Regions from separate parts of the Mus musculus genome. Here region 1 is linked to region 2. A link is a contact called in public promoter capture Hi-C data. All regions are on one chromosome and are shown on one strand. Each heading gives the region's core, a stretch centred on a gene start, on an enhancer-like site or on the middle of the called end of the contact. The rest is flanking DNA. Distances are from core to core; before and after follow the strand shown. Region 1 has its middle 73 kb from the start of Slc5a12. Region 2 holds the start of Fibin (fin bud initiation factor homolog (zebrafish)).

Region 1 (3,870 bases), core at 1,084-3,583, 160 kb after region 2:
TGTCCACATGCATGATATGAATTATATATTAAATACTTCGTAAATGAAGATGTAAATGTATGCAAAATTTTGGAAAGCAGTGAACTCAAGTATGCACCAAAAAATTACGAAAATATGCATTTACCTTGCTGCAAAAATCTTTACTTCTAGAAATAAATACTAAAAAAAATAAATAAAATAAAAATACAGACATAAATAAGAAAAAATAGAAGCACAACTGTCCAAAAGTGAGCCCACATGACTTTCTAGGTATAACAGTGCTGTAGCCAATGGTGCTGCAGAGTGAGTTCTAAAGACCTCCCTGTGGGCTAGTTATCAGCTTTCACAAATGAAAGTAGGAGAGCAGAGCTCAGGACTTGTCTTTCAAGCCTAACTTAATTCAGTTGGCCTAATGATTACTAGAGACTGGGAAGGGTAATGAAAGGGAATACAAAAAGGGTTAGAGTAACAGGTAGCAAAACAGTGCTGGACAGACAGAGTAATAGATTCTAGTCCTCTGCAGTGTGCCAGAGACTATGGCCTTTAGGAACTCATCATACATTCTATTCCTAACTACAAGGATAGGTCAAAGATTCTGAACACTAAGTCATATATAGGTGATATTATCCTAGTTTTATTAGAAAATAAGAATACATGAATTGAAATGTCACACAATATTCCATGATGATGTATGATTGTACACTTTAATAACAATTTTAAACTAAAATGATAATTATTATAAAATGATTATTGTACATTGTAAACATATATCAGTGTTTTACACTGTGCCCCATAAATGAGTATGATTGGAGTGTTAATCAGCAGAAAATGAAAATTTATTTATTGACATGAAGATGATAATAATATACTATGAGTACAGGTATTATTTTTACAAATAGTGTTTATTAAGATGTGCTATAGGGAAATGTGGGTACATGTTAGGAAAAGGAGGCAGGTTCATATTAATGTTTTATATATACAGTATCTATTATATATACACATATATGTTTTAAGTGGTTTTACTTTTACTCTCTATTGATAAATGCATGCATTTGTATGCATGTGTTTTGGGTAGAATATATTTTTTGTTCATCTATAATTGCAACATGCTAATAAAGCAAAGGGAGAATAAAGCATCAACCCAGAGGGTATTTATAAACAAATGTGCTGCTGTTACTTTCAGTGACATTAGCTGGGCACTTGGACATGGTGACTTGAGACCTTTCTCTTTGTGATGAGAAACACAGCTGCTGCTGCTCACACATGAACACTGCTAAGCTGCAGATTATGTTTTCCTATTTTCCCTTCTCTTCAAAACTTTCCAGAGCCTAGAGAAAACAAAACACCATGAATTATTAGCACATGGAAGAATTACTAGGGGGAAAGACCATTTTGAAGCTCCATTTTTTAAATAAATAATTTGTTTCCTGCTCCCATCAAAATGTTCAAAATACCCGTGATTTACTGAGGAAAGTCCCAGATTTATTTCCCATGGAATGACAGATACGTTTTCCAGATGTGGTGTTTGTGCGGCTGGGTTATTTATCACAGGTGTCGGGCCTTTTCCTCTCTGTTCAGCTCATTGTGGAAACAGAAGTGACACAGGAAGCTCATTCTCAGTGGAAATGTGCTAGAAGCTTCCAATGGTTGACATGTAACGCTAACGTGGATCATATGCGATGGATTTTGTTAACATAGCTTTTTTTAAATAGAAAAATGACTTATTTTTCATTTTAATTTCAGGTAGCGTATGACAAAAGTTTAAATAAGATACGATAGAAATATGTTGATACTCAGATATTAACTTTATAATTATTCAAAGTATTGATGAAATCTTAATATATCTATTATTTCCAACATGTCTCTTTCTTTGTTGAAAGAGAAGGTTCTGTGCTCTACTTTAAATTTTATTTTGGATGTGTTGTTACTATTTCTCATAGTTTGTCAACATTAACCACAATAAAATTTTCTATATTTAGAAAATATTTACTGTTTGAGAACTACAACTTCTTAGTACCATTTCCTAATAAAAAAGGAGATTATTTTAAGTAGTGGTCATTCTGTTATACTGGAAATCAAGCCTACGACTATTTGATTCCAACTCAATCATTATATTACACTGTTGTTTTTATCCCAGGAACAATGCTTCCTGGGATAGAGAATATATAGTTCTAAGGAAACATTCAATGTAAGTTCAAAGCACACATTTGTTCATTCTGGTTCGTTCTTCTGGGTCCTGCAGTCTCTTGTGTTCATTGTGCTTGATAATCCTTTAGATATGCATAGATCAAAGAAGAAAAACATCATAAAGGTGGCTTTGTTTGACAAAGTAAAGCATCACCCTAGAAATAAGTGAAAAGGAGTTTCATCCTATAAGCCTATAATTGTGTGTGTGTGTGTGTGTGTGAGAGAGAGAGAGAGAGAGAAAGAGAGAGACAGACAGACAGATAGACAACAGACAGAGACAGAGAGAGACAACAGACAGACAGAGACAGAGAGAGATAGAGAGAGACAGAGAGAGGGACAGAGACAGATTACAGAAGCAAGTTACTGCTTTCAGCTTCACTGTGATTTGGGAGATGTTAACTCAGGTCCATATGCTTGTGTGATAAATGGTTTACACATAGTGTAGTTTCCTCAGTCCCATAACAAGTTTTGTTTTGCTTCTACTTTTCTGTATATTAGGGGAAGTCCACTAGAATTAAATCAATCAAAACTATTGAATGAACAGCATCTTTACCTAATATTTTCTAAATATTTAAATATATTACTCTAACAGTTAAATAATTTGGTAACAAAAATAACCATAGAGAGTGTACTTATAGATTTACACAATGCTTTTAGAAAGCATTAGATAATTCAGTGCTTCATATAGCAGTTTTTGTTTTATAATCTAAGTGTGAACACTTAGAACATCCAACAATTTATTGAGTAAATAGACCATGAACTGGTTAAGTTCTACTTCGTACATATAGATCCCACAGCTGAAAGGTGTCTTTATTTGTGCTCCTTGAGGGACTTCACAGACCCCCAAAATAACTAGATATCTACACAGAATTTTATAGTATAAGTCAACACATATGGTAGGATTTTTCCTTGTAAAAGTTACTGTAAATGCTCTCTAAATCTAGACTGCTAGATCCACTCTTATCCACTGTTATTCTTGCTTGTCCTGTGTCAAAATGAAACTCATTTCCATGAGAAATGACAAAAGTTTGTTAATATTATATTTCTTGTCATTATGAAAATGTGTTTTATTTTCTTGTTTTTCTTCATTCTTTATTCCTCATTTGACAGATGAGAGTAAACTTATATCTCTAGGAGGTAACTCTAGGAAAAAATGTAGATGTTCATGCATACATTATAGAAGAGAATAATTCTTGAAAACAAGATTTTAGACCATAAGAAATCTCTACCATAAAATTTCCATTAACATTTCAAAATATTTGCACTTCATGGACTGTAAGAGAGAAACATTAGGGCAATCTCATGTTCCATACCTTGCTTGGGTGAGAGTGCCTCTTACTGCTGACAAGAAGATACTGCAAAATATCCTGGGATAATAATTCTGAGGTTACTACTGTGTGTGTGTGTGTGTATACCCTAAATATGTATCTAAATAAGTGGATATCTTGTTACTTGTAGGAGAGACTTTTGTTTTGCTTTTTTCCCCTTTGGCTTGAGGAAGTTAATTTCCAGGTTCTGAACTGCCTATTGAAGGAGCCAGGTGGTGAGACACAGGAAGTACAGGGCTTAAGAGAGTCTTCTCTAGCCATAGTCAACAACTGGGAGGGAGCCTATGCCCCACAGCTGCAAAGACACAAATTGTGCCAACCACTTGAGGAGCTTGGAAATGGCTCTAAGCAGAGCTGGGACTTTTGAGTCATTGAA
Region 2 (4,149 bases), core at 950-3,449:
GAAAAATGGGATCACTGCTGAACAGAATGTGAACTCTTGCATACTTTGTGTGTGGATGCAAGTGGAAAGAAAGTATATTTAAGGTGGTGATAAATATTGGCCCAGGGAAGAATTGAAATAAAATGCATTTTCACATTTTAATTCATTTATTTTAAGAGCATAGAAATAGCTTTCAAATTGTTAGGCATCACTAACACAGAATGAGTGCATAGGAGATATGGACCTTTGTCACACATTTCCAATGGAGTCTATGAAAAATGAGAGAAATTTAAGATTTTTCCATCAGAAGAGTGGAAATCAAATGTATAATTCTTGTACAGGCTAGATCCCACTACCCCTTACTAGGATGGTGTATGTGAGCAGACAGGGTAAGATACTCAAAAATACAGCACCTTCTCCCTCTGTTTTTCTTTTTAAAATCTCATCCTTATCATATACTCTGATAAACTGGCTTCAATCCTATCTCCCCTCTCCTTTGCACTAGTCCCTCTCTGAAATATGAGAGTTATGACTGTAAACTAGAAAAAAAGCCAGTATTATATGAAAACATTTATTGGCTGAGTAATAAAATGTACATAAGGGATTTCTATAGTTAGACCCTCCCTCTGGAAATATAAGTTTTCAATAAACAAAAGGAAGCAATGCTATCTGAGTCCAAGAAGAAAAAAACATGCTGACAACTTAAATCATAGACACTTGAGTGTTAAGCAATCTGTTTCTTTGATGGTGAAGTGAAAGACACATCATGAGTGGGCAACCACCCTAAAGTTTTGCTATCTTAAATGTTGCATCTTCAACTTACACAAACCCACAATGGAACTTTGAACATCTTACTGGTGGTGATTTGCATGCAAATTCTCAATAACACTCTTACAACAAAACAGAAACAACTAAGAACATGGTAAATAAATAAGAGCGAAAGGAGAATCAATGAACTTCCTTGTCTGGCAGGCATGCCACACACCTGGGACCTCATCTGAAAATCAGGCATCTCAGCCTTCAGAGACCAAAGAGAAGCCTGCTGATGCAAAGGAGCCACGCACCTCGTCCCCCGCCAGGATGTGGAAGTTTAATCAGTCTTTCCACACAAATGCATCCTTTAGATGGAGTCGAAAGAAGAGATTCTGTTAGAGCAATAAAACCCTTTAGGAAATAACCCAGGGGTTAGTTTAAAATTGCTTTTTTTTGCAAGTGAAAAATCCTTAATAATAACATAAATAATGCACAAAACCAAACTAAAATCAGAATAACTCAACTTATTAAAATTTTTCTTTCTTTTCGAAAGATGACTTCAGACGTGTTCTGAAAGTGCAAATTTGGATAAAATGAAGCAGTTACAATGGAAATATTAGCCTGTCTTCTGTGCCCCACCCTCCAGATAGTCGCTTTTCAGTCGACCTAAGCGGGTCCCATGGCTCCTGATGGTATGTGCCAGCAGCTCGTATTTGTCTCTGAGCCCCACAGAGATGTCCAGTGTCTCCTTCAGCAAGGACCTGGTGTGGACCAGCATCCCCAGGAAGTCCTCATTGAGTCTGCTTTCCTGCCGGCTATCCTGCTCTTGGCCCTGCTTGAACTTGCTTTCCAGCTCAGTGAGGGACTTGTCAGAGTTGGAGTAGGCATCCCCGATCTGGTGGGACTCCCGCCTCAGGTACTTGCCATAGCTCTCTTCCCCATCCAGGTCGTAGGAGATGCTCTTGCTGATGCCCTCCAGGACGCGTCCAGCATCCTCCACCTGGCGGCCCAGTACTGTGAACTCCTCTCGAAGAGTGAGGCTCAGCAAGCTACTGGCTTGGCCCCCTTCCCCCTGGGAGCAGCGCCTGCGATCACTCACCCTGAAGAGCAGCTGGCATTTCTCGGGGTCATCATTCTCCTCATAGTCTCCATCAGGCACGAAGTAATGATGCAAAGTCCCATTAGACATTTCTGGGTACAGGGGGCCATCAAAGTAGCCTCGACACAGGTGGCAAAAGAAACCCATCCAGATCAACTTCGGGAACACCATTCTGGATATTCGGGAGAAGCGTTTTAGTCCAGGAACAAGGAAAAAGGTTCCCCCGGGTGTCAGCGGCTTCGGGAGAAGGCGCCCTCCTCAGGCGCAGCTCGCTTGCCGCTCTCTGATCCTGGTTCCTCCACAGGCTTCATGTGGCTCTACGCAGCAGCGGTGTGCACCACGCTCCTCAGCGTCCCTGATCCTCTCTCTACTGAGAGGCTGGACCTTTGCTGTTTTAGCAGGATAGCCCGACCCACCGACTGGGGACCTGCTGCTCCAGGCGCTGGCTTTGCGGTCACCTTCGGAGTTCCCTCTGGCTCCAGGGAGACGGAGCTAGTAGCTAAGGGAAGCTGTTCTGACACTGTTTCAACCCCTGGACTGGGTGGGAATGCAGCGTTTTCTTTCCCCTTGGCTAAAGATATCCTGAGGATTGCAGGACTCTCAAATTACAGCTAGTTTCGTCACTTGGAAGCCAAGGAACAAATTTGGAAAGAAAGCTTTCACCAGTTCCTTTATTAAAGGTACAGGGTCTCCTTTTTTCAATCTTGAAAAAGGAGACCCTGTACAATAAGACGTATCTTGAATGGGGATAGTAGAGGATAATTATAAACATAAAATCCAGCTGCTATTAGCATATTTAGGAAAGAGGTGATTGCTTCAGAGAAATGGCATTTCAGACATTTAAATACCAGATGAGAAATGTATTTTTTTTTACTCATTTTCAAAACGTTATTTTTTAAATAAAAAATTTGAAGTATTGGAAATAGTTTTGTTTGGAAATGGTTTAAAGGTTATTAAAATCAATACTTTTGAAACAAAATGAATATAGATAACCGATTTTTTATATTCATAGTGCATAGTTACTAATAAAAATAAAAATAAAAGTTTCCAGTTTAATCAATAAGAGGACAACTGGGACCTCTGTGTAATCTATTAGATAACGTTCCAGTGAGCCTTACTGAGTCTTTTGTGTAGTATTTGACTGCTGGGGTCTCCTGTCAGTTACTTATGAGGTTGGAATATTTATCTACAGTTAGAACGTTAAGCAAATTGACACGATCTCATAGATTGTATTCAACCATTAAGGTACAAAGATTTAAATTTAAGTTAAAAAAACCGTACTGCTTTGAAAGAAAATATTTTTATTTTAATTAATTCACAAATAGTGACATTACCACAGCTGGTTTAAAAAAGCCACCCAAACACGAGTCCAGCTGCCAGTTCCATAGCCTCTCCATAAATACACATGTCCTCAGAACACCATGTTCCATAGCTATTCCAAAGCAACGAAGCTCCTGCTAGTGTTTAAGTTGTGGATTCAGGCAGTACACATTCTCTGCCAATGCTTTTCCTGTTTATATATTCATATAACTTGTCCATCCCAGCTAATTTCTTCAACTTGTACTTCTTGATTGAACTAACCCATTTCTAAGTCTATACTGTATCAGCAGCACATGGAAACCTTTATAGAGTTTATCTCCTAGATTCTGGGCATATTTCCCAAACTGTTTTGTACCTTAAGAGCAAGGGCCCCCAGATTGCTGCTGAGCTTGCCGAGTTTCTCTAGGCTTCTGGTAAGTGATGCCAAGGTTTTATAGGCTAGGAGCTACCATAGTCACTAAAGATCCAATGATGGAGTAACACAATACATGCCCCACACGGGAGCTTACAGCCACCCTGGACACAGTGGCTGCCATGTGGTCCATCAGCCCTGTTTTTGGAAACAACAGCGATGTTTCTGTTGTTCTGAATTCTAGGTAATAGAGCTGCTGTTGCCAGATGAGCGTCAGTGCTGACCTGGGTGCAGCTCTCCTCTGAAGGATCCTGATGGACGTCAAGACCCCTTAAGACTTGTGATTTCAGCTTCCATGTGGTATCCTAAGAGCCGTTCTTGTGCCTAGAAATATGAAACAGGAAAAAGAGCACTAAATTTAAAAACAAATAAAACCCCCCAAGCCCTCTTTTTCCCAAAAGAGGCCATTTTTAGGTTTTAATTTATGAATTGATTGTCATAAATGGCCATTTGATAGGCCATCCATTTAATCAAATATTTATTGAACATTTATTATTCATCAAGTTCCGTTTCTGGTATTGAGAATACAACAATGAACATAACTAGAAACAAACCATGGCTTTCCTAGAGCTTTCAATCTGGGAAG

The links. Promoter capture Hi-C pulls out the DNA fragments that hold promoters and counts their contacts.
Region 1: a contact with region 2 is called in a promoter capture Hi-C map of cranial neural crest. The contact joins the enhancer-like site here to the promoter of Fibin in region 2. A contact is called at or near these places in 4 of 39 promoter capture datasets (cranial neural crest, embryonic stem cells, epiblast stem cells and 1 more), 2 of 115 datasets of contacts at active chromatin or transcription factors (embryonic fibroblasts and embryonic limb bud) and 1 of 9 other capture datasets (adipose tissue).

The regions. Positions count from the first base shown.
Region 1 is chr2:110,522,123-110,525,992 of GRCm38.p6, forward strand. No RefSeq gene overlaps it. Among named protein-coding and RNA genes, the nearest start is that of Slc5a12, 73 kb to the right of the region's middle. Within about 2 kb of position 2,334, at least 5 of the 459 cell types and tissues checked have an H3K27ac peak or open chromatin away from gene starts, as enhancers often do. A contact at or near this core is called in second pharyngeal arch cranial neural crest, where this site is marked.
Region 2 is chr2:110,360,794-110,364,942 of GRCm38.p6, forward strand. Fibin (fin bud initiation factor homolog (zebrafish)) reads right to left here and starts at 2,200. Exons shown (of 1, transcript NM_026271.1): 1 at 132-2,200. The coding sequence starts at 2,002. The coding sequence ends at 1,349. All of the region lies in intron 2 of Gm30319 (a long non-coding RNA gene), which reads left to right.